7 separate regions of the Mus musculus genome follow, and all the other regions are linked to region 1. The links are chromatin contacts, called in public ChIA-PET, Hi-C, HiCAR-type and promoter capture Hi-C maps. All regions are on one chromosome and are shown on one strand. Each heading gives the region's core, a stretch centred on a gene start, on an enhancer-like site or on the middle of the called end of the contact. The rest is flanking DNA. Distances are from core to core; before and after follow the strand shown.

Region 1 (3,209 bases), core at 185-2,684:
TCAAATTCCAGCAACCACATTGTGGCTCACAAACATCCGTAATGAAATCTGATGCCCTATTCTGGGGTGTCTGAAGACAGCTACAATGTACTCACATATAATAAATAAATAAACCTCTAAAAAATTTTTTAAAAAAGTGTCTGTGGGAACATTTAAAACTAGTATTTGTGGTTCACGCTCATCTTTCAAGGGTACAATGGTACAGAGATCCTTCTAAAACAACACCAGGCCTTTCATTCCTATCGCTGACAATGCTCCCTGAAGCTTCCGTGTTTCTCAGCTTCTGTGACACTGCACTATTGTGGTTTCTGCATTCGTCCTCCTCAGCAGCCTCGTTGTCCTCCTTCTACCTGGCTCTTTGTTGTGTTCCCTAAGTGTCCACCCAGTTCTCTGCTCCAACATCAAACAGCAAATCTACTTAAGTGACCCATGTTTACAGTTTACAGCTCTGACCTCAGGCCATCTTCACCCGCTGTCACTTCAAAAGTACTATTTCCAAACCACTGCCTAACTTCCTTATTTCTCTCTCATTCTCCAAACTTGAACCCAGTCAATCTTATGCGTTAGTTGAACAGATCGCCTGTCCTGCTCACGTTTCTTCTACGTTTCTGTTACTGGAACTCTCATTTCTCCTAGTTATGTAAAAAGTTACCTCAATTGTCTCATGCACTCCGTCCTCCACTACCAGGCGGATGTGCCTGAGCCTCTGTTCGCGGCAGTGCCACATTTGAAAACGTGAAAGGGAAGAACTAGCAAACACTAAAGGCGCCTACAAGCGTCAGACACATGCATCGTGACAGTTCTGAAGAAAGAACAAGCGCCATACGACTCTTCGCCTGCCAACAGACACACTGAGAAGTTAGCCCCGAGTGCCACTCACTCACTTCTGGACTATGACACACTCGGGGCACCAGACGCAGAGTTTCACCAGTTGCTCAAGGCGACCCAGCCTAGGGCGCTTCCTCTATCTCTAGCTCCACTCTGATCGAGAGGCCACCCCTGATGCCAGCCATCTGCTCCCGGCCGCCCGGGGAAGCCAGCACTTCCGGGGTACCAAAGCTCGGAGAAGGCTGCTCTCAGTCTGGCCCCGGCTGGGTTCCGAGAAACCGGCTTCACCCCGTTTCCCACGCGGGGTTCCTCGATCTCCGCCCGCCTGGACCCCGCCCCTCATCCCTAGAGACGCCCGCAGCGCGGCCCTCGGAGACACAGGCCCGCCCGGACCCCCGGCAGGCAGGCGACGGTGAACACGACCGGCAGAGACACCCTCCGCCCCGCACACCCTGGGCACGCACCTTCTCTCTCCGCGCCCGGGCGGCCGGCTCGCAGCCTAGGTTTCCGCCTCAGCTGCCGCTGTTTTGTTTCCGACGAATACTCGCGGCCCACGGAGCAGGTCGTCCTAGGCCCCGCCCTAGAGGTCTCACCGGTGTCGCAACTTCCGGCCTCGGCGACGTTGGCCCCTAGACCCGGGAGGGGACGGAGCTTCCGGTGGCGCGCGCAGGCCACGAGGGCTGGGGGCTGGAGCTGGCCTAATCCACTCGCATAGATGTAAGGATGTGCGCGACCTGAGGCCTCTCTAGGGTTTGAGGCGCGTCTAGCGTTCTTCCAGTCTACAAGTGACATTTTCCCTTGTTTTTGGTTGAGACTGCGATTCGAGCGTTCCCTGCCGGTATCAAACATACCTTGTAGGAAAGGATGGGCTTGAACCTATTTATTTGGTTTCCATGTGTGGGGACACCGTGCCTTGTTTTGTAGTGACATTTTAAATCCAACACTTCCCATTTCTCCACAGTATTTATTTGAACAGTTCCTCAAAACGGATAAAATTTACTGTTTGTACTCTCAATAAACCAAAGCGATTGGTGGGTAAACAGAACCTGAGAAATATCCTATTAGTCTAGGTTCCGAGTCTGAAAGTCTTCCCAGATGGCAAGCTTCTAGAAAGCAAAGAATGTTTCCTATCTTGATTTTTACATCCCTCAGATTTTCCTTAATCGGAGAGACAATTATCAACAGCACACCACACATTTCACTTGGGCAAAAAACAACAGAGAAATTATTCATAATCCCAAATAACCAGAAAACGGCTAATGTGCTTAAGGAGCACACACGAGGAACTAGATTCTACTCCCAACAGAGACAAATACATCGGGATGGTGTTGTATCTGAAATCATAACACTCAGGAGGAGATGGGGCAGGACAGTGAGTTGAAATCGGACTGGGATTCCTAGCAAATTACAGGTCAAACTAAGATACACTGGGTCAAACTTCCTTTTTTCTACTTCCCAGAAGGCCTCGTTCTAAATAGTAGAGCATCCATCTCCATTTTCTCCCAACATTCTCAACCCTGCTTCAATAAACTCAGACTTCACTATTTTCATGCTTAAGATCTTGATACTTTAGTCTTTTCCGCCAGCGGAATGGCAACTGGGAGGAGACATAGCATAACCTTGGGTAGTTTTCCCTCAATCATTTACTTATACCCTCAATCATTTACTTATATGGGAAGAAGGCAGAAAATTGTAGACAGTACAGAACAAGCTCAATACACTTGCTAAACAAGCATAGACTAAAAGCCATTTGCAAACTACATTAATTGCGATCTTTTGGTAGAATGGCAAATGCTGTAAACTATACAGAGAAGCAATTTCGACAAACATTTTTGTGCAAAGATGTTCGTGGAGTACTGGTATATATATAAAAAAATCTCACTGTCCTACAACAAATCTTAGTTCACCTAGGTTATAAAACTCATGAATGGGGCTGGTGAGATGGCTCAGTGGTTAAGACCACTGACTACTCTTCCAAAAGTCCTGAGTTCAAATCCCAGCAACCACATGACGGCTCACAACCATGAGATCTGACGCCCTCTTCTGGTGCGTCTGAAGACAACTACAGTGTACTTACATATAATAAATAAATAAATCTTAAAAAAAATACTCATGAATGAAAGCTATGAGCAAGAGAACTGTCTAATGGACAAAAATGGCAGTTGTATTTACACTCAGTGTTCCAATAGATTCTTGTAAAAGTAAACCCTCAAAGGGGAGGGGGGACAGGAACTGAGTAGACTACAGATACTTCTGTTTTCTATATTCCTTTTTAGGGATATAAACACAAATATTACATAAATGACATGGGAAGACTGACACCAGGGAAGGGCAAAGGTGATTAAACATTAACCACCAATGAATATCAAATAGACAGACAA
Region 2 (3,209 bases), core at 427-2,926, 930 kb before region 1:
CTTGCCACTAAGCAAGTCTAAAAGGCTCTGAAAACAACTGGTAATTGTTACTTTGTTGACTTGTTGAGTGTTTGTTCCAGAGTTGACCTTAAGGATCAAGAGCTAGGAAGATACATTTAGATGCAAATGTGAAATGCCATTATTGTTTCCTTGAATCTCTCATTGGGCACTTTAGTCAGTCTATAAGCATTTCATACATTTCTCGTTTAAGGATCGCAGCACTTGGAGGCAGAGGCAGGTGGATCTCTGAGATCCTGGCTAGCCTGGTGTAGAGAGCGAGTTTCAGGACAGCCAGGGCTACACAGTGGAACACTGTTTCGGGAAGAAAAAACAAAAACAAAAACAGAATAAACCAAAAGAACCAAAACAGCTGCAATCTAAACCAAACCAAACCAGAAACCCACTATAAATCAGTAGTGTTGAAAACTGCAAATGTAAAGTGAGGATCCTCTACCCTTTTTTTTTTTTTTTCCCCTTGAGGCAGGTCTCCTGTTGTCCAGGCTAATCATGAACTCAGCGCTTTCTATGTATCTGAGGCATATCTGGAACTCTTGATCCTCCTGCTCTACTGCCTCAGGTCCAGAATTACAGGGTTGAGCTGCCATATATGTCTGGAAAACTGATTTATATGTTTATTTCTGTAGTGCTGGGGCCTTATGTATGACACGCAAGTCGTTTACCACTAAGTCACATCTACCCGACTTAAATGATCATGCTGGGGCTGGTGAGATGGCTCAGTGGGTAAGAGTACCCGACTGCTTTTCCAAAGGTCCAGAGTTCAAATCCCAGCAACCACATGGTGGCTCACAACCATCCGTAACTAGATCTGACGCCCTCTTCTGGTGTGTCTGAAGACAGCTACAGTGTACTTACATATAATAAATACATCTTTAAAAAAAAAAAAAGTCACGCTGGCCAGGCATGATGGCGCATGCCTTTAATCCCAGCACTTGGGAGACAGAGGCAGGCGGATTTCTGAGTTCGAGGCCAGCCTGGTCTACAAAGTGAGTTCCAGGACAGCCAAGGCTACACAGAGAAACCCCGTTTCGAAAAACAAACAAAAAACAAACAAACAAAATCACGCTGGGGAGAGATGGGACGTCCTGGAGAGATGGCTCTGTGGTTACAAGCACTGGCTGCTCTTTCAGAAGCCCTGGGTCTGTAACTAGAGTTCCAGGGACTCCAATGCCCTCTTCTGGACTCTGCAGGCACCAGGCACTCACGTGGTACTCATACATGCAGGCAAAACATTCCTATACATAAAATACATTTTCAAGAAAATCTTGTAAATCGTGCTGGGACCAGGGAGCCAGCTCACCCGATGAAGGCTTTTCTCGCCAATCCTGACAACCTGAGTTGGCTCCTCGGGAGCCCTCATGATGGAAGGAGAAAATTGACTCCTCAAAGTTGTTCTCTGACACTTACGCCCTGGTTCACAGTTCGCGTGAACACACACATAGCTCACTAAATAAATATGTATTTTTTAAATTAATTAATTTTTTAAAAAACAGATCACGCTGTCTTCTCTGGGAGAAAGTTACACTCGGAACTACCAGTTGGCAAAAGAAACCTCCCAGCCCCACAGGGGACGCTCTGGCCACCCGGCCAGCTCTATAACCTCTTGCTACTCTCTTGTTCTTCAGGAAAGGCTGCGCTTCCGGGAACGGCCACAGCGCCGGAGCCGTCTTCTCTATCTAGCGCGTCTCTGTGGTCGCCAGAGTCCCACCCCTTTCCTCCTAGGGCGGGGCCCCGAGCTCTGAGGACTCTGCCCGGGGAGGACACCGGGCTTGCTCGGTCGCCTCGTCGCTTGCATCCCGGGTCATGGCGGTCCCGGGACCCACGGCCCGAGCTGGTGCCAGGTGAGCAGGGCTAGTGAGGACGGCCGGGTTGTCAGGGACGCACTGCCTGGGCAGTGGGGAAGGGGCTGCTCCCCTGCGGGTCCTTCCTTGCAACTTTCCTTCAGTTTGGGCTATTTGGAACCCTGGCTGCACAGAATGGAGTTGACGCTGCCTCACTCTAGGTACTGCGGACCCCCCTCTTTTGGCATCTTCCTCCCTTAGTTTTCGTTCTCAATTCCGATCTGCTCTTGGCACACCCTCCTTTGCATTAATTTTTTTCAGACCCTCTTACTTAAATTATCCTGTTACCTTAAAATATATGTTGACTTTGGATTCATGAATCATGTTGTGATTTTTTAAAAGAGAGAAGTTTTTAAACTGAGCATTGGGTTTTTTAGGTCATCCATGCTATATGACTTTTCACTCCTGAATGGTGCTCAGCGTCACCCTGGATAGATTCTATTTCCCTAGTAAAGGATGCCTGGATTACTTCCAGTATTTCAAGCACCACAAAGTACACCGTAATGAATATCCTGGCAATTGTCTCTTGATAGATAGATACTGATGGTTTCTCTTTAAGTTATCCACCTCAGGATAGAATGCTGAGCCATACTTAATTCTATAATGTTTTGGGGTGGTCGCGTCCAATTTATAGTTCCTGACAGCAATATATAAAGGTTCTAGTGTCCCTTATAACCATCCCCATATTTGGTATTGTTTAGTTTATTTTTCCTAATATGTATCTAAATGATGTATGTAAGATGGTATTTTTTAAAGGTTTATTTATTTATAATATGTAAGTACACTGTAGCTGTCTTCAGACACCTCAGAAAAGGGCAGATATCATTACCGAATGGTTATGAGCCACCATGTGGTTGCTGGGATTTGAACTCAGGACCTTCAGAAGAACAGTCAGTGCTCTTAACTGCTGAGTCATCCCTCCAGCCCTGTAAGATGGTATCCTATTGTAATAACTTTATTTTTATTTTATTGGGGGGGGGCGCATGCACATGCACGTGTGATATGTGTGCCATGACACAGGAATGGAGATCAGGGAACAGGTTTTGGAGTTGGTTTTTTCCGCAGTGGGATCTGGGGCTGGAATTCAGATCTTGGCGACAAACACTTGGACCTTTTGCTGGCTGAGCCATCTTGTCAACTACACTGTGCTAACTTAGTACATTTATTAGGCTCGTGGATTGTCCCTTTCATAGACTGCCTGCTTATATCCTCTCCTCACTTTCCTATGAAATATCCTGATGTGCTGGGTACATCACGTGTTGGCGCACGCCTTTAAGTCCAACACATGGGAGGCAGATGGCAGTCAGATCTCTGTGAGTCTGAGGCCAGCCTGGTCTACAGAGCAAGTTC
Region 3 (3,209 bases), core at 372-2,871, 760 kb before region 1:
CCTGCACACCAGACGGGGGCACCAGATTTCATTGTAGATGGTCAGGAGTCACTATAGGGTTGCTGGGAATTGGACTCAGGACTTCTGGAAGAGCACCAGTGCTCTTAATCTCTGAGCCATCTCTCCAGTCACTCCTCCCTTACTTTTAAAAATAAAACGTTTTATTTTAAGCTGTGTTATGGTGGTGCACGCCTCGGGAGGCAGAGGTAGGAAGAGCTCTGAGTTCAAAGCCAGCCTTGTCTATAGAGCAAGTTTCAGGACAGCCAGGACTATACAAGAAACCTTGTCTCAGGAAAAACAAAAACAAAAACAAAACAACCAACAAACTAAACCAACTTTTTATTTTAGACACGATTTGCCTACAATTCCCTCTACAGCCTAGGCAAGCCTGAAGCAACAAACCTCCTGCCTCAATCTCCCAAGCTAGAATTAGAGGTCACACACCAAGGCCAGTTTTACTTTTGGATAAACGTTAACTTAAAGCCAAATCCTTTACAGGCATTATTCTAAAACCTAGGATTAGCCGGGCAGTGGTAGTGCACGCCTTTAATCCCAGCACTCGGGAGGCAGAGGCAGGCGGATTTCTGAGTTCGAGGCCAGCCTGGTCTACAGAGTGAGTTCCAGGACAGCCAGGGCTATACAGAGAAACCCTGTCTCGAAAAACCAAAATAAATAAATAAATAGTAAAAATAAACAAACAACCCCCCCCCAAAAAAAAACCCTAGGACTAAATTAATGAAATAAGACAGAATTGGAATTTATAGTTGGGTGTGGCCCGGGCAAAGTGCAAAGTTAACAGAATAACTATATAAACTGAGATGCTGAATAATGACAGAAGAGCAATTCCAAATATTAAAGCAAAACCGCGAGCAAAAGCATACGGGTATATCAAGAACACCTATATGTCTACTGAGATGACTTGCGTCTTAGAAGACAGAATAAGCAGAATTGCTCCTGCCCTCAGCCTACGGAAACAACACATAAAGTAGAGGGGTGACGAGTTAAGGAAGAGTTGAGAAGCGTGAGAAGCGACATTAACAAGCCGAATTTTCACTCCCTCGGGACTCAGGGCAAGGAAACCAGGTCCCCGCACCTCCTGCTGCCAAGGCAACGGACCTGAACTGAGGAGACAAGCTTCTCTCTCTGCCGGCTCGGTAGAGGAATGAACCCTAGACCTCATGTCAGTCACCACTCACACTTCACAGCCATAGAGCTTGAGAGACTCATACGTACCAGCTCTACTGAGATGAGAACAGAACCAACACTCCAATGGGCCTGTTCAAAAAGAAAGTTCCCTTTCCCCTCAGCAGCTCCTTTTGAACCCTCAGCATCACCGATGGGCCGGAGCGACCTCTGTCCTTTTTCCCCCCATAGGGACTCCGGTTGATGGACTCCTTCCTAGTACACAGCAAGGAGACCTGGTACTAGGCACCTGCTAGCTGAAAAGCCGGCATACCCCAAAGGAGAAAAGTGGGAGAGAAAGGAGAGGGGCGCAAGAAAAAAAGAGTAAGGGTGAGGACAGAGGAAGTTCCCAGAGAAGCAAATAATGATACTACAGGCCAACAATCTCCAAGCCGGCTCTTACCGTCTGTGGGAGACGCCATCTTCCAGCCCATGTCACGTGACGTAACCAACCGTCGGCGGGAAAGCGAGGATCCGCAAGCCACGCCCCTAGCAGGGATAACCTATCCTTAGCTCACAGCCCGGTCTCGTTTCCCTACTTCATAGGGTAACATTTGCCTAGTCCCACCCCAGACAGCAGCCCCACCCACGGAGTGGTTAAAGTGGAACGCAGGCAAAATTCTTCAAGGACCTTATTTACTTTCCTTAGCAAGGGGGCGGGACCTTAGAGAGCCTACCTACAGCCAATCGGAGTTCCCGGTTAGGGGGCGTCTTCCCTGTGTGCTTACTATGCAGTACCAAGTCGAGGGGGCGTCTCCATATTTCCGCCAACAAAAATAGGATAAAGTGAGAGAAGCCCAGAACGCTTCCACCTTTGACCAATCACCTATTCCCAGGGGTGGGAATGATGGGTGGAGTCAAAGATTCCGACAAGTGATTGGTTATAGGAAGTGGCCCTTCCCTCCAATGGAGAGGCTCGGTCGTGTTCTGGGCGTGGCTTAACGGTGTTGCTTCAAGGGAGGCACTGGCAGCCGAGACGCAGGCGAGCTGGGCAGAGTCGGTGAGCCATGGCGGCGGCAGTGGCGGCAGCGGCAGCAATGCGGTCCCGGATCCTGCAGGCGAGTGAGGGTGGCGACGAGGGACCATGATGTTAGAAATGGGTCCTTTCCGCCCCGTCTCTAAACCATGCTTCTGCCGGACAGACTTCTTGGCCCAGCCCCTTCTTTGCAGCCCCTTGTGTTCCACCAGACCCGTGCGTCAGGGCTGTCACTCTGTACCGCCTGGCCCCGAGATTCAGCCCCGGACGGTCACGCCTGCTCCCCACTCCCCTTTACTCCTGAGCCTTTTCTTTTTTAGCTTTGACCCACCCACCTCCAGTCCAGCTCAGTCCTTGCTGTCACATGCTGGCTTGCTTTCTCTTTTTTGGTTCCTCCCACGGTCTCTCTTTCACCTCTGTACCAGCCACCTCTGTGCCCCAGAAACTCCTCCTTTTGGTCGCTGTACATAGAGTACTTTCCTTTGCCAGGAGCGTCCCTTCCCCCCATCCAGCCTCTATGTGAGGCAAGAGGGGATGGGAGCTCATTAAGGACATGGAACTAAGATCAGAGAAGGAACTTTGAATCTCCTAGACATGTACCCTAGGTTTTCATATCAAAAAGGCAGCCATTTGTTAGTTTTCACAAACATTCTGGCTTTTAGTGTTTTTCCCAAGCCCTGGGCCAAGTTAAACTTTCTCAGCGAAGTTAAACTTTTGGAGGTAAATAAGGGCATGTGGTTTTGCTAATACTGCTTCATTCAAAAGACTAAACATTCCCCCAGACAGGTGGTAGAAAATAAGAGCCTAGGAAGACACCTTCCGAAAATCAGTTCTCAAGTGCCGACATATCCTCTTCTAGGCTGCAGTTGGAACCCCACGGACGCCGCGCAAGGGAAGTTGTAGAGTTCCAGAAGCTGTATGCCGGCGATCCCCAGCTTTGATTATAGCTTTTCCCTGTGTTTGCATCTTAGCATGGACTTAGAATCTGAGGCAAGACTTGCTCTGTTCCTGGCAAGATTCATAATCCAGTATTAAGCGACACTATCTCTTA
Region 4 (3,209 bases), core at 300-2,799, 720 kb before region 1:
GCCTTTGTTGCTATTGTTTTGTTTTGCTTAGTTCTTAGACAAAGGATCAGGTTACTTGGGGCAGGTATGTTAAGTACTTCATTTGTTGGTAAGTACTTCATGTTAAGTACTTCAATTGTTGGTAACACATTATCCCAGGCTTTAAGGATGCCTGAAAAACACACACCATAGTCATTGATGCAGAGATGGGGGAAAAAAAAAGTAAGACCTTGGGAATGTAGACATGTAGAAGCAGAATGTACAGTAAGCATACATCAGGTAGAAGTAGAATGTATAATAAGCATACATTAGGAAGAAGAAGACTGAATGGTATGCATACATCAGGTAAAGTTAGAGTGCATGGTATGCATGTATCAGGTAGAAGTAGAAGTAGAATGCATGGTAAGTATACATCAAGGCCCTAGGATGGATTCAAAAGGTAAAGTCCTTTGAAATAAAGATTGCACCAGCATTAACAAAACACTGTGGTACAGAGCTGGAGAGATAGCTCAGAGATTAAGAGCACTGACTGTTCTTCCAGAGGTTCTGAGTTCAACTCCCAGCAACCACATGGTGGCTCACAACCATCTGTAATGGGATCTTCTGGAGTGTGCCTAAAGACAGCATACAGTGTATGCATATAAATAAAAATAAACAAATCTTTTTTAAAAAGAAAGTTACTCTCTTAAGTTACTTTGCTGGAGATGGTACCTAGGACCCTGCACAAGAAGCACTCTATCACTGAACTACACTCAGACTTGTTTTTAAAGACGAGGTCTCCATATGTAGCAGTGGCTGTGATCTCCCTGCCTCAGCCTCCAGAGCAATGCGACCAGAGGTGTGTGTTACTTAACTTGTCTCCAGAGAATTCACATTACAGTCACAAGCTTAAGCGATCCCTTTGCATTTCTCATCTACGGCGTTGAACTCCTTGTGTGACTCCAAAGTCCTGAGGAACCATCCTGTAGCCCAGTCATTCTATTGACATTCTAGCAACAATTCCTAGGGACCATCCATGGGGTTAGCGCTATAGCTGTTCACTCTGTGTCTCTGTGTGTGGTGTTTGTGTGTGTACTGATCCGTCCAGTTAAATCATTTCGCGTGCTCCCTTTGATCCCAAGAGGATTCCTGAATGACCCAAGGAACAACTTTAACCACTCAGACAAGAGCTAGAATAGAAAAGAATGTGTTTATATCAGTCTCACAATGGAGAGCTCTCAGATCTTAGGGCCAATCAAGAATGAACAGGAGCTGTCCACAAAAGCCTGACAGAGGCATCCAGTTAGCGCCGCAAAATGACAAGGGTAGGCAGGGGGAACGGGGAGCCTCTGCGCTGCTCTTACTTTGGTTCTTTGCCTTTGTTTTTGCCTTTCCTCTTGTCTTTCCTCTTGTCTTTCCTCTTGTCCTTCGCCGGCATCTTGACTTCTGCGGGAGTCTCACCGTGCTGGTGTCCTGGTGGCCGCCACCTGGGCCGACTCCGTCTCTAAGGAAACCACCACGCCGAAGGGCTAACGTCCTCCGCGCCGTTGAGGGCACGCGGAGGGCGCACGCGCGTGACGTGACCGCGGCGAGGGGCGGGGCGGAGATCGCTCCGAGGCGGCGGGCGTCCGCGCCAGGGCGGCGCGCGCGGTGAGTGTGCACGAGCCTCGGCGGCGCTCCCGGGGTTGGAGCCGGGCGGGAGGCCGGGAGCTCGGCAGGGGCGGGTGTCGGGCGCGGGGCTGCGGCGTCTTAGCCTCCCACGACTTGTCTCGCGCCCCCTGAGGCTCCATGGCCGGCGGCTCTCCGACCGCCCCGCGCGCATCGGAGCGGCGCCAGTGAGGCTTGAAGCGCTTCCAGTCGGGCGGGCGGATCTTCCAAGCCTCTGGCGCGGCCACCGTGGCGGTCCTGCCCGCATCCCTGCTTCTGTCTCGGTGGCGGCGCCCTCGCTGCCCGCCTCATGCTTACCTCCCCTCCATCCTCGCTTCTGTCTCGCGGGCTCCCTGGAGGACAGTGCACCCGGGGACATCCCAGGCCAAACGCTTTCAGGGAGGCAGTTGACTTTTCCGAGGGCGGTGGCTTGAGTGAGGCTGTCAGCCTCCGAGGGTCCGCGGGCTCCGGTGCTCAGACTCTGGCTCCCCTGCCTGGAGCGGTGTGGCGGGGGGGGGGGGGGGGGATCGTTGGTCCCCGGATCTAGGTGGCAGGTGCTTGGCTCCAGCCGACCGCCAGGTTCCTGTTAGTTAACATCGCCCACATCCTCTAGTGCCTGAAGTCCCATTGCTGCAAGTTGCATAAAGTTGCAAGCACTTGCCTCGCACCCGGGTTCCCGAGGAGTAGTACTCCATCCAGTATTCTAGTTGGTTCAGAAGAGGAACCCTGTGATTATGTCTTCATTCACTGAGCGTGAGTGAGTCATTACGGAAGACAGGTATTGTGGCTGCCTTGTCAATAGGCTTGGGAGTGAAGCGCGGTTCTGCTTTATCACTCCGCTTCAAATTTCATTTAACATTTATTTTGAAACATCATTGTTAGAACTCCTCCTCCCCTCTCTCTAGGGAGACCTTAGTTACTAAGCCCCTAACTGTAAGGTGACATCTTTGACCTCTAAATCTCTCTTTTCCCACCTCATCCCCCCCCCAGAGGGCGTGGTTTGTGTGGTTTGTAAATTTTGCGGTTAGAGTAAGCAAGTAGATTTGATGAGAGACCTTGGAAACCGTTTGAACCTTCTGCTAGCACGGCTATGGCCTATTTTGACTATATTTCTGGTGACATGCCATGAACTTATGAGTAGAATCACCTCTACATCATGTACCTTCCCTTAGATAATGTACATTACCTCTGAGAAGCAATCTATAAAGCACCTATTGCTAACTAGCAGAAAGGGAGTAGGGGCATTTTCTGTCATAGGTATGTATATTTAGACTTTTTATTTATTTGTTTGTTTGTTTGTTTTACAAAAATTGGTTGTAAATAAAAGCCAGTCCCACATTTACCATTTGAATATACTTCTACAGATTATCTCAGACATAAAATTTTGACTTAAAATAAAAGTGTCTTTGTTTATTTTTTTCACCGTTATTTTTATTTTATATATATGGACGTTCTGCCTGCAAATCTATGTGCTAGGTGTATGCAGTGCCTCTGGAGGCCAGAAGAGGTCGTTGGAACTTGAATTAGAGATGGTTGTGAGCTGACATGTGGATGCTGAGAATCAAACCTGGGACCTCTGGACTAGCATCCAGTGATCTTAACCC
Region 5 (3,209 bases), core at 301-2,800, 700 kb before region 1:
CGGGCTCCAGGGCCTTAGCTCTGTGCAGCCACACTCGGCTGTATAGACCCATACACATACCCAGAATTAAAACTGGAAAAAACCCCTTCTTTAAAAAAGAAGAGGGGAGAGAGACAAGCTAATTCTACAGTCTGCATTCAAGGCCTCAGCGGCTCAAGAGGCTCTGCGTTTACATTAGCCTGCCAGCCTTTGGGTTCAGGGGGCAGTGGGTCTTCACAAGACAGCTTTGGAGTCCAGTAAGCAGGAGAGAACCTGCAGAGAATGGATGGGTAGCCGGGGTACTCACTCATCCCTTGCTCTCATTAACAGGTCAGCTGCATGGTCGTGGCCAGGAGACTGTGGGGACCCTTGACCTGGGGGGTGCCTCCACCCAAATCACGTTTCTACCCCAGTTTGAGGTGAGTCATTTTTATCCAGGCCTTTCTGGCAACACACTTAGAAAGCTAAGTATCACGCTGCTCTGAGACAACAGCTCTACAGTGACTAGGTCACAGAGTCGATAAATGACTGGAGAAAGTCTCTCTGGCTCCTGGAGCCTTGGGAGACATGGCGTTTAATCTTCCCCATGTCTGGTTTAGGGGAGGGTTGTGGATGGCGGTGTTATAATCTTCTTATGATTGCAGGTGCTGAATAGTCTTTTTGCTCTTTCTGATTTGCAGAAAACCCTGGAACAAACACCTAGGGGCTACCTCACTTCCTTTGAGATGTTTAACAGCACTTTTAAGCTCTATACACATAGGTGAGGAGGGGTAGGGGAAATAACAGTTCACATTATGTCATTTTCCTTACTTCTCAAAGCATTTTAATATTTGTCACTGTATCTTGCCAGCCTCAGAAAGCCTCTGCCAGTCCCCTAAGCCCTGTCTACTGAAACCTAATCCATACCAAACCTGAGAAACCTAGGAGGCATCTCCAGTCTGGGCCTCAAGCGTATGTGATGTAAGAGTCAGTTTCTCTTTAGTTGATTGCATGTGAAGAAGGCTCAGACCTCAGCCAGCGCTCTGTACCAACTCATTCAGTAAGGGCTTCTGGGCTTCAGAGACCAGTCTGCAATGGATAAGAGCTTTTCTGGGGATGGCTCTCAGGCTGGGCCACCGGGAACAATCTCATTCCTCGGTATCACACCTGTGAGCAGGTCTTACTGCACATCTTAGCCCAGACTACAGAAGTCTTCCTTTAGTGTCCATTGAGCAAATACAGCACAGAGATGGGGCAAAGCTTCCATCCTTCCCAGGGAGTCAGAGAAACCACGTCACATTTGAAGAAGGCGGCTGTGGGCTAAAAACATCTAGGACAGCCTGAAACTGTCAACCTTGTGTTTTTCAGTTACTTGGGATTTGGACTGAAAGCTGCAAGACTGGCAACTCTGGGAGCCCTGGAAGCAAAAGGTTTGTCAGTCCCAGTCTGTGGTGGGAGACTGGGAGACGCCAAAACACAGCTCGCCCTCTTCCCTTGCTTGGCATTCTTCCTATGGAGCAAAGGGCTGTGCTGGCCTGGGAAGTGTGTGTTGCATAACAGACATAAAAGCTGCCGGGGCTGTGGTGTGCATTCATCACCTTTAGAGCAAAGGTTACTACACAGGAGTAAGGACCTGTAGCTACAAGGCTGGAACCTCCACCGTGTCTCGTAGGAACTTGCCCAAGCCTTTGTCAGGAAACCAGGTCTTTTCTGTTTGCCAAGTGGAGTGACTGAGCAATTCCTTTTCTGTCTTCACTGTTGGGCACAGGCAGAATTGGCTGCAGTCCCAGTTGTGTGGCTGGGGACAAATCAGTGACCCTTCTGTGCCCTGTTCTTCACCTTGCACAGGAGTGTGTGTCTAATGCACCCAGACAGTGCTCACAGTAAGTGGGTTCTGGGCTGAGGCGCACAGAGCACTTCAGTTTGCCGGGTTATCTTCAAGCGTGTCTCTTTTAACCTCTCAACTACCAGTGGAGGAATGTTCCTCCATTACAGGGAGGAACTTACTTTACTATGGGGTTTTTATTTCTTTGGGATGTGATAAGCTTTATAATTCCCCTGGCAAATGTGCATGAAGTTTGCCTCTGGCTCTAGAGAGTTTACCACTACCACAAAGCCTGTGAAGACTCCATGTCGCAGGACACAGCCGAGGGACTACTCTGACAAGATTATAAGTCCCCTTCACCCCATCGGCCACAAGAGCTTCTTGCTTCTATCTCCCTCTCACAGACCGCCTTCTCCTGTTGTGTTCTTTCAGGGACTGATGGACATACGTTTCGAAGTGCCTGTTTACCAAGATGGTTGGAAGCAGAGTGGATCTTTGGGGGTGTGAAATACCAGTATGGTGGTAACCAAGAAGGTGAATGGTGTTTCTTCACTGGTTAAAATTACCTTCCTAGTGCCTGTTCTGGGAAGTCCTATAGGAAGACTCCAGAGCCCAGGGGAGATTTGACTTATTCTAGAGGTGTTGGTATGTCCAGGGCCAGCAAGCAAGGCAGCTCCCGCTCTGCATACTGTTCTGAGTTCCATGGTAGCGGTAGGAGTCTGTTGTCACCTGTTGTCTTAGGCAGGGTTTCTATTCCTGCACAAACATCATGACCAAGAAGCAAGCTGGGGACGAAAGGGTTTATTCGGCTTACACTTCCATACTGCTGTTCATCACCAAAGGAAGTCAGGACTGGAACTCAAGCAAGTCAGAAAGCAGGAGCTGATGCAGAGGCCATGGAGGGGTGTTCTTTACTGGCTTGCCTCCCCTGGCTTGCTCAGCCTGCTCTCTTATCGAACCAAGACTACCAGCCCAGAGATGGTCCCACCCACCAGGGGCCTTTCCCCCTTGATCACTAATTGAGAAAATGCCTTACAGCTGGATCTCATGGAGGCACTTCCTCAACTGAAGCTCCTTTCTCTGTGGTAACTCCAGCTGTGTCAAGTTGACACAAAACTAGCCAGTACACCTGTCTAATGCAGCAGTGACAATCCCTGTTTCAGGTCCGGGGAATGTGTAACAATTTCATTTATAGTAAAACTCAAAATTGAGATAAGAATCTTTCGTCTTAGATATTAACATCAGGGGAAATTTTGTTACCCCAGAGAAGGAAACAAGCTTTCTGGACCATGAATGGTAATGCCAGGCCGAGCACGGTGGCTGAGGCTACAGCTGTGGCTAGAGCTGGTTTTGATGAAGAACACTTAAGGGGAGGGGCTTCCACGCACAAGCGGTGAGGTTGAAGAAAGTTACATAGCTGTTTGTG
Region 6 (3,209 bases), core at 402-2,901, 670 kb before region 1:
TCTATGTAACCCAAGGATGGCTTTGAACTTCTGATCCTCCTGCAAAAAACACCATGCTTTTTACTACCATGATTTTAACAGTCACTCCTGAGTTTTAAAATATAATACTTTGCTAGACAGAAAAGCAAACAATAACAAAACAGAATTGTGTGTGAACGTTAGTAAAAGAGCTGCTGTCTTCCTTCCCCGTGACGCTCAGAAAAGAGCGAGAGAAGGATGCAGTACAAAGGAAAACATACACACAAACCTAACACAAGAGCGAGCCACCAAAATGTGAATGCTAAAGTTTCGAAGGGCCCAGAAACGGTGCTACATCATGCCAGCACTTGGTAAATATATTCCACACCATTGGTCATTAGGGAAATATAAACACAAGCCACTTCCTACGAACTTCAGAGGACAAAGAAAAAAGGCAGCAGATAGTGCTGTCAGGGTCAGGAGAAACCTGAGCATTCATCTACTGTCAATGATAACATAAACTGGGGCACTCTCTCAAAGTCTGGCAGGTCTTCAAAACATCAGCATTGCCACATAACCCAGAGATTTCACTAGAGAATAGCCTCGAGATGATCAACACTGTTCACACCAAAGTTTGCACACAGAATGTCCCTACTAGCATCATTCCTTTACAGGCCAAAAGTGAAAACCAAGCATACTTTCAACACAATTGAGGATGGCATCAGCTCTCAAAACAAAAGCTGTCTGATACAGACTCCAACCTGGATTAACCTTTAAAACAGAGTATATCTCCAACTACATAGAACTATCCGGAAAAGGTAAATCTATAGACAGAAAGTAGGAGAGTCTGTAGGGCTGAGAAGGTGAGCAGAAGTGTGGAGAGTGACATCTAATGAATTCCAAGTCTTTTTTTATTTTTTTGCTTTTTGGTTTTTTATAAAGTAAGGAAACGGTAATAAAACTTATTGTAGGTACTGAATAGCTCTGCAAAAATACTAAAAACTCATTGGACTGTACGCTTTAAGTGGGAGCACTTATAACTAGATGAATGTTATCTTAATAAAGCAGCTTTAAGACCAGGAGTGGGGGCGCGGGCCTTAATCCCAGCACTCAGAAGACTGAGGAAGATGATCTCTGTGATTTCGAGGTCAATCCGATCTACCATCCGATACTACAAAGCCCGATGCCTCTCGAGGTGCTCATAAACAATCCTGGACAGTTCTCAAGGGTCAGACTGACTTAGAAAGGCCCGCCCACTTGTGATCCCGCAGAACCCATGCCATTCCCGAGGACTCCCCTGGAAGGACAGTGAGCAAAGCACCAGGTCAGGCACGTTAGGTGTCTGGACAGCGTCCCGACCTCCACTGTGAGTACCGTCCCTCCACAGCCCAGATCCTCCAGCCCGCGGTCGAGATGCACCTACCTAAGGCACAAGCCATGGCAGAGCCCACTAGGCCTCCTCCTGACACCACCACGTCGTACACGGTGTCTGCCGAGGAGCCCGCCCATCGCTGGCTGGCAACTAGCGGGCCTCCTCTGGCTGCGAGCTGCGCGGAACTCCACCAGCGAACGCAGAGCAAGCCTGCCATGGAGCCAATGCGGGCCGCCATAATGACTCCTGCCTGCGCCCGCGCCCGGGACTTCTCCCTGATAGGTCCTGGAAAGTGCTTCCGGGGCAGTCGTCAACCTTGTGTGGTTTTAGCCCTGTCTTCAAAACCGGAAATAAAATAGTTGAAGAAAATTATCCAATCAGAAGACGCTCTTGCCTCATTGGGCGGAACAGACTAAAGACTGGAAGCCAATCCAAGGCTAAAGCCATGAAGGGGCGTGGCTAGCAGTACCTAACCGCCGGCGCCGCTGTCACGGTTGTCACTGCTGCTTTCACCTCTGCTTCTCTCTCTCTCTAGTTAGGAAGATGACTGTGGGGAGGACTGCGGGAGGTCCTGAGTGCGCCGAGTGGAGCCGTGAGGTGAGTGGAGAAAGGAGGAAGTCGGATGCCTCAGCAAGGAATCCTCAAGAGTGGAAACTGTTTAGCGTTGCCGTGGAGACAGAGTCAGGGGCGTGTCATCAAAGGGCGAAGAATTAAAATTGGCAGCGCTTGGGCACTTAGAGAACCAGTCTTGGGGGACGTGGGTCTTTTGTGTCTTGTACCAGGCTCTGATATCAGGAATCGTACTAATAACAAACCACGAATTAACCTTGAAAATCTTAAAAGCGATCTCTATCTTAATATGATTATCCAGAAAAGGCAAATCTAGGGGGCGCGTCATTGCATGGGGCTGAGGTGAGGAGAAACAGGGAGAGACTTCTAAAAGGGCTGAGGAGGTGAGGAGAGACTTCTAAAAGCTTCCAAGGTTTTTGTTGTCGTTTTAGAGTAAGGAAAACGCACCGAAACGCAGCTCTTCAAATATATTAAAATTCATTAAACTGAATGTGTTTAATGTGTTGTATCCTCTCAAACCCATTTTCTAGAAAAGAAAAGAGATGGGTTAAGCAATTTGCCCCGAAATCTCTGAAAACAGAAAGTAGGCTGGTAGTTGCCTAGGGCTGACAGGTTGAGAGGAAGATGTGGGAGGGTTAAGGGATATAAGTGACAATTAAATGCTACACTGGTGCTTCAGAGCAGAGATTCTCAATCTGTTTCACCTAAGATCATCCTGCATATCAGATATTTACCTTACAATTCATAACAGTAGCAAAATTACAGTATTAACAATGAAAATGACTATGGTTGGGGCTCACCACCACATGAAACACTGTATTAAAGGGTCGATGCATTAGAACAGTTGAGGACACTGCTTTAGAGGAATGGTGAAAATGGTCTGACTTCTACTGTGATTGCTAGATGACCCTGGCTGTTTTAGAAACTGGAGGAGAGTACGCTTTGAATGGCTCACTTGTACACTATGGACATTGTGTTTCAATAAAGTTGTTTTTAAAACGAAAGAGCCAGCATTATGGCTCAAACTTGTAATCCCAACAACTCAAATTACTAAAGCAGAAGGATAAGGAGTTCAAGGTCGCCCTTTGACCCTGTCACAACAGAGAGAGAGGGGCAGGGGAAGGAGAGAGTTTTGCTCTAGATCACATGTTCTTCAGCAGCAGAGCTAGGGTTAGAGCACACACTTATCTCTAACTCAGATGGACTGCTCCAATTGCCACTAATCATCAATAGTCCACTGGTGGCCTTGTACCTACCACTCTAAGGACATCTCAGGCCACTGTCCTCCAGCCACACCACCTTCCCTCTA
Region 7 (3,209 bases), core at 481-2,980, 630 kb before region 1:
TTCCAGTGAGCACTGGATAAATATTCAGACAATAATTCAGAGGATAAATAACATGACAAATGATACCCAATTCCCTACCCCTTCACTCTGACTTTTCAATTCCAAACTTTCATTAACTGCTTATGGACTAATTCTGCATATATATCCTCAGCATGTCAAACCAAACCATGTCTAAACACGGATTATCATCTCCCCTACCAAACCTGTTCTTCTTGAATTATCTTTTATTTATTGCCCAATCTTCCCACTCAGCTGCAAATTTTACCTAGCAGTGCCTCTCATCCTACATGTTTTAATAATCCCAGCAATTAATAATAACCAGACCCCAAAGTGACTCCTGTGATGCTGTTTAGATTTCTCAGTATCTTTCTGCTTGTCACTCTCCATATGCAGTTTAGTATCTCAGAATAATGGCCAGCCCTTAACGGTAAACCTCTTCACTGACATACTCCTCCCCCCACTGCCCCCCCAAAAAAAACCTTAGAAATTGTGGGATTTACCTAAATTTGACACCTACTGGGATACAAAGCTCAAATTAGAACCACATTTTCTGATGCTTGGCTGCCCTGTATCTGCCACAAAGTGTAATTTCTCAACGCCAAACACCCAGAATTGCGCGTTTTGACCTCAAACTATGTTTTATTCTCTTTACATATGTTCCACTGATCTTTGTGTCTAATGTAATGTAAATGTATGAACTCTTAACCCCAAATCAATAATATTTCACTCCCAAATGGTTCCTAAGTACATCTCAGAGCCTCATGAGCAAGTGAGATAAAGTTTAATAAACTAATTGGATCGTCTTCTTTTGAGAAACTTCAGAGAACAAGTTGAACGAGCAAAACACATCCTGGCTGCAAACACTCGCTGCCCACACACGGGCCTGAGGTGACAGGCAAAGGAGACCCCAGAGGTCCGGCTCTGGTCCGCAGACGTCCCTTCCCTATTCCAGCCCAAGGCAGAGAGTGGACCCAGGAAAGGTGCCGGCAGCCCTGGGTGAAACGCGGGCAGGGCACCGCTGTCAACCCTTCCCGCCAGCACAAAGGCCTCAGCCGAAGGCCCTTAGGTCTGCGGGCGGGCCCAGCCGCGGGTGCAGTCCGGAGCCTCCGCCCGGGGGACTCGCTGACTCCCGCGTTCTGGGGGGGCAGGCTGGTCTCCAAGCTCCCTCCCTCAAGAACAAGCAAAGGAGGAGAAACGGTGCGCCCCAGATCCCCAAAGGGGTTAGGGCCGCAGCCGCCGGGCTTCGGACCGGTCGCTCCCCGCCCGCTAGACGCCTGGGGGAGTCTGGGGGGACGGCTTCCTTGCGCCCTTCGGGGGCGAACCCGGCTCTAGATCCCCAGACCCCATAAGTGGCTTCCTTTCTCGGCGGGACCACCTACCCGAGCGGGGGTGGCTACACTAGCCTGGAGCTCACCTTCCAGTCTCGGGCAGCCGTCCGTCCGTCAGTCAGCCCCGAATCCCGTCCACACACGGCGTCTTCCGGCTCCCGCCGGAAGCAGCTCCAGAGCGGGACAGGAAGTTTGGCCGCCCCCCATCAACATACCCACTCGCTTTCTTCTCCGCCCGCGGGTGTTTCTCAGGAGGAGGCGCTGACTCTTGGGCCGCTGCTTGAGAGCGATCCTTCGCTCCCCGCTACATACACACGCATACACAGCCCGAGACACACACAGGGTTCCCTCCCGGCCGAGGAACCGCAGCGCCCCGTCCCCTCCTGTCTGCCCTTCAGGGTTCTCAGGTCCGCGAAATCTGAAACCAGGTCAGTGCAGTCTAGCCGTGACGTCACTGCCTTCCCGCTGAGCGGAGCTGTTCAGCAGGGGCCGCGGCGGCTGGGATGGGTGAGACGGCGCGGGGTGGAGGGTAGCTTTCTCCGGAGCTGAGGACCTGTGACAGCTCCCGAAACACCAAAAGCCCATGAAGAGCACCTGAAATGTTCATGGCCCAAAGAGGGACCTGGAAATCAAGCCTTGCATTGCCCCTAGGACTGGGTGTGAATTTAGGCACACGTACAGCGTTAGAAACATTTAAGAATTCTCCAGAGATCTTGGATGCACTGACTGAGGGCTCAGATAACTAAGTTCCAAGCTGGATAATAGTTCTTGTTGAAACTTTCGAGTTTGACTGCATGAAACTTAAGATCTGCAGTGGTGGCACACGCCTGTAACTCCAGCAATCCCAGTACTCCAGGAGTTCCCGGTGAACGAGGGCTACATAGTTGAGACCTTGTCCAAAAAAACAAAAAACAACAACAACAACAAAACATGATGCGGTGTGGAAGAGTAGGGGACTAAAGATAGTGCCTGTGAGATATAATGTTCTCTGAAGGCGCTCATTTTCAAGTTAGAGATAAGCCAGGAGTCTGGATGAGCTAGGGAGTCATAGTTTTGGTACAAAATGTTCCGGGAGAAAACATTTCCTCGATACAGTTTGTCCTGCGCACTGAGAAGCATGACTGTGATCCCATTTGAGGATGGCCATGACAAGGACAACTGGCCTACACAGTATCTGGGACAAAAATCTTGGGGTGGCAAGGAGATGTTTACTAGGAGCTAAAATCCTAAAATTTAAGAAAGGATTAAAAAACAAAGATTTACCAGTTACCACTATATGAAGAGATGAAGAACTGTTCAGAAAGAAAAACTGGGGTCCAGAGAAAGTATGTAAAACAAGGTTAGAACGCTGCAAAATTTGATTTAGTGGCTGCTAATTTGTTTTGCCTCTAAAATATATTGACTGTAAAAAAAAAAAGTGGTCATAAGTCATACTCAGAAAACATCTCCAGTTTTATTTTTCTAAAGGTTGAGAAAATTAAGAAAACAAATGTGATACATCAGTATATCTGGAATAGTCATGTCTATAACCATTGGTTAATTTACTTAATCCTATAGCTTTCTGGAGCTTGATTACTTGGGGCTTGTTGTGGGAAGGTACCATTGGGGATTGACCTCAGAGCCCCTAGAGTACTGATCAGTGTTCTGCCCTGACCACTCCGACTCACTTTCATCAGTGAAACTCTTAGTGATGTTTATATCTATTAGTTCTCCAAAGTATAAGCCCAGAATGGGGATACAGGCCTTTAACACTGGCACTCGGAGGCAGACAGCCAAGTGGATATCTTTGAGTTCCAGGCCAGCCTGGATTACATAGCAAGCTACCTAACAGACTCTTGTCTTTAAAAAAAAATTCCTAAAATAAACACAAGCTTTTATCAG

The links. Promoter capture Hi-C pulls out the DNA fragments that hold promoters and counts their contacts. A called contact is a pair of places that touch in the nucleus more often than the background predicts. ChIA-PET counts read pairs in DNA pulled down with a chosen protein or histone mark. HiCAR-type assays count read pairs that join an accessible place to other places. Capture Hi-C pulls out chosen DNA fragments and counts their contacts.
Region 2: a contact with region 1 is called in a Hi-C map of CD4 T cells, with 4 times the contacts expected there. The contact joins the promoter of Abcd4 here to the promoter of Psen1 in region 1.
Region 3: a contact with region 1 is called in a HiCAR-type map of astrocytes, with 3 times the contacts expected there. The contact joins the promoter of Lin52 here to the promoter of Psen1 in region 1. A contact is called at or near these places in 8 of 39 promoter capture datasets (the C10 cell line, cranial neural crest, erythroid cells and 4 more), 1 of 484 Hi-C or Micro-C datasets (double positive thymocytes), 2 of 115 datasets of contacts at active chromatin or transcription factors (the SCID.adh cell line and astrocytes) and 2 of 9 other capture datasets (liver and macrophages).
Region 4: a contact with region 1 is called in a promoter capture Hi-C map of pre-B cells, with 3 times the contacts expected there. The contact joins the promoter of Entpd5 here to the promoter of Psen1 in region 1. A contact is called at or near these places in 5 of 39 promoter capture datasets (the C10 cell line, hippocampal neurons, liver and 1 more), 1 of 484 Hi-C or Micro-C datasets (CD4 T cells), 2 of 115 datasets of contacts at active chromatin or transcription factors (astrocytes and microglia) and 2 of 9 other capture datasets (adipose tissue and liver).
Region 5: a promoter capture Hi-C map of liver shows a contact between it and region 1, with 2.2 times the contacts expected there. The contact joins the enhancer-like site here to the promoter of Psen1 in region 1. A contact is called at or near these places in 6 of 39 promoter capture datasets (the C10 cell line, hippocampal neurons, liver and 2 more) and 1 of 9 other capture datasets (embryonic stem cells).
Region 6: a promoter capture Hi-C map of liver shows a contact between it and region 1, with 2.3 times the contacts expected there. The contact joins the promoter of Coq6 here to the promoter of Psen1 in region 1. A contact is called at or near these places in 3 of 39 promoter capture datasets (hippocampal neurons, neutrophils and pre-B cells), 2 of 115 datasets of contacts at active chromatin or transcription factors (astrocytes and memory CD8 T cells) and 3 of 9 other capture datasets (adipose tissue, embryonic stem cells and liver).
Region 7: an RNA polymerase II ChIA-PET map of memory CD8 T cells shows a contact between it and region 1, with 22 read pairs. The contact joins the promoter of Zfp410 here to the promoter of Psen1 in region 1. A contact is called at or near these places in 4 of 39 promoter capture datasets (cranial neural crest, liver, maxillary cranial neural crest and 1 more), 3 of 484 Hi-C or Micro-C datasets (cardiomyocytes, cortical neurons and liver), 6 of 115 datasets of contacts at active chromatin or transcription factors (astrocytes, bone marrow-derived macrophages, large pre-B cells and 2 more) and 1 of 9 other capture datasets (adipose tissue).

Annotation. Positions count from the first base shown.
Region 1 is chr12:83,686,377-83,689,585 of GRCm38.p6, reverse strand. Psen1 (presenilin 1) reads right to left here and starts at 1,434. Exons shown (of 12, transcript NM_001362271.1): 1 at 1,293-1,434.
Region 2 is chr12:84,615,933-84,619,141 of GRCm38.p6, reverse strand. It overlaps Abcd4 (ATP-binding cassette, sub-family D (ALD), member 4), which reads left to right and starts at 1,676. Exons shown (of 19, transcript NM_008992.2): 1 at 1,676-1,859. The coding sequence starts at 1,822.
Region 3 is chr12:84,449,920-84,453,128 of GRCm38.p6, reverse strand. It overlaps Lin52 (lin-52 homolog (C. elegans)), which reads right to left and starts at 1,621. Exons shown (of 6, transcript NM_173756.4): 1 at 1,586-1,621. The coding sequence starts at 1,616. Aldh6a1 (aldehyde dehydrogenase family 6, subfamily A1) reads left to right here and starts at 2,105. Exons shown (of 12, transcript NM_134042.3): 1 at 2,105-2,240. The coding sequence starts at 2,190.
Region 4 is chr12:84,407,369-84,410,577 of GRCm38.p6, reverse strand. Entpd5 (ectonucleoside triphosphate diphosphohydrolase 5) reads left to right here and starts at 1,549. Exons shown (of 16, transcript NM_001026214.2): 1 at 1,549-1,608. It overlaps Bbof1 (basal body orientation factor 1), which reads right to left and starts at 1,510. Exons shown (of 12, transcript NM_028377.3): 1 at 1,323-1,510. The coding sequence starts at 1,396.
Region 5 is chr12:84,383,327-84,386,535 of GRCm38.p6, reverse strand. Entpd5 (ectonucleoside triphosphate diphosphohydrolase 5) reads left to right here. Exons shown (of 16, transcript NM_001026214.2): 9 at 310-398; 10 at 660-739; 11 at 1,327-1,388; 12 at 2,216-2,317. Among named protein-coding and RNA genes, the nearest start is that of Coq6, 23 kb to the right of the region's middle. Within about 2 kb of position 1,550, at least 72 of the 459 cell types and tissues checked have an H3K27ac peak or open chromatin away from gene starts, as enhancers often do. A contact at or near this core is called in liver, where this site is marked.
Region 6 is chr12:84,360,410-84,363,618 of GRCm38.p6, reverse strand. It overlaps Coq6 (coenzyme Q6 monooxygenase), which reads right to left and starts at 1,651. Exons shown (of 12, transcript NM_172582.3): 1 at 1,382-1,651. The coding sequence starts at 1,568. It overlaps Fam161b (family with sequence similarity 161, member B), which reads left to right and starts at 1,791. Exons shown (of 9, transcript NM_001358283.1): 1 at 1,791-1,927. The coding sequence starts at 1,874.
Region 7 is chr12:84,315,380-84,318,588 of GRCm38.p6, reverse strand. It overlaps Zfp410 (zinc finger protein 410), which reads right to left and starts at 1,730. Exons shown (of 12, transcript NM_144833.4): 1 at 1,415-1,730. Ptgr2 (prostaglandin reductase 2) reads right to left here. Exons shown (of 10, transcript NM_029880.3): 10 at 2,757-3,209.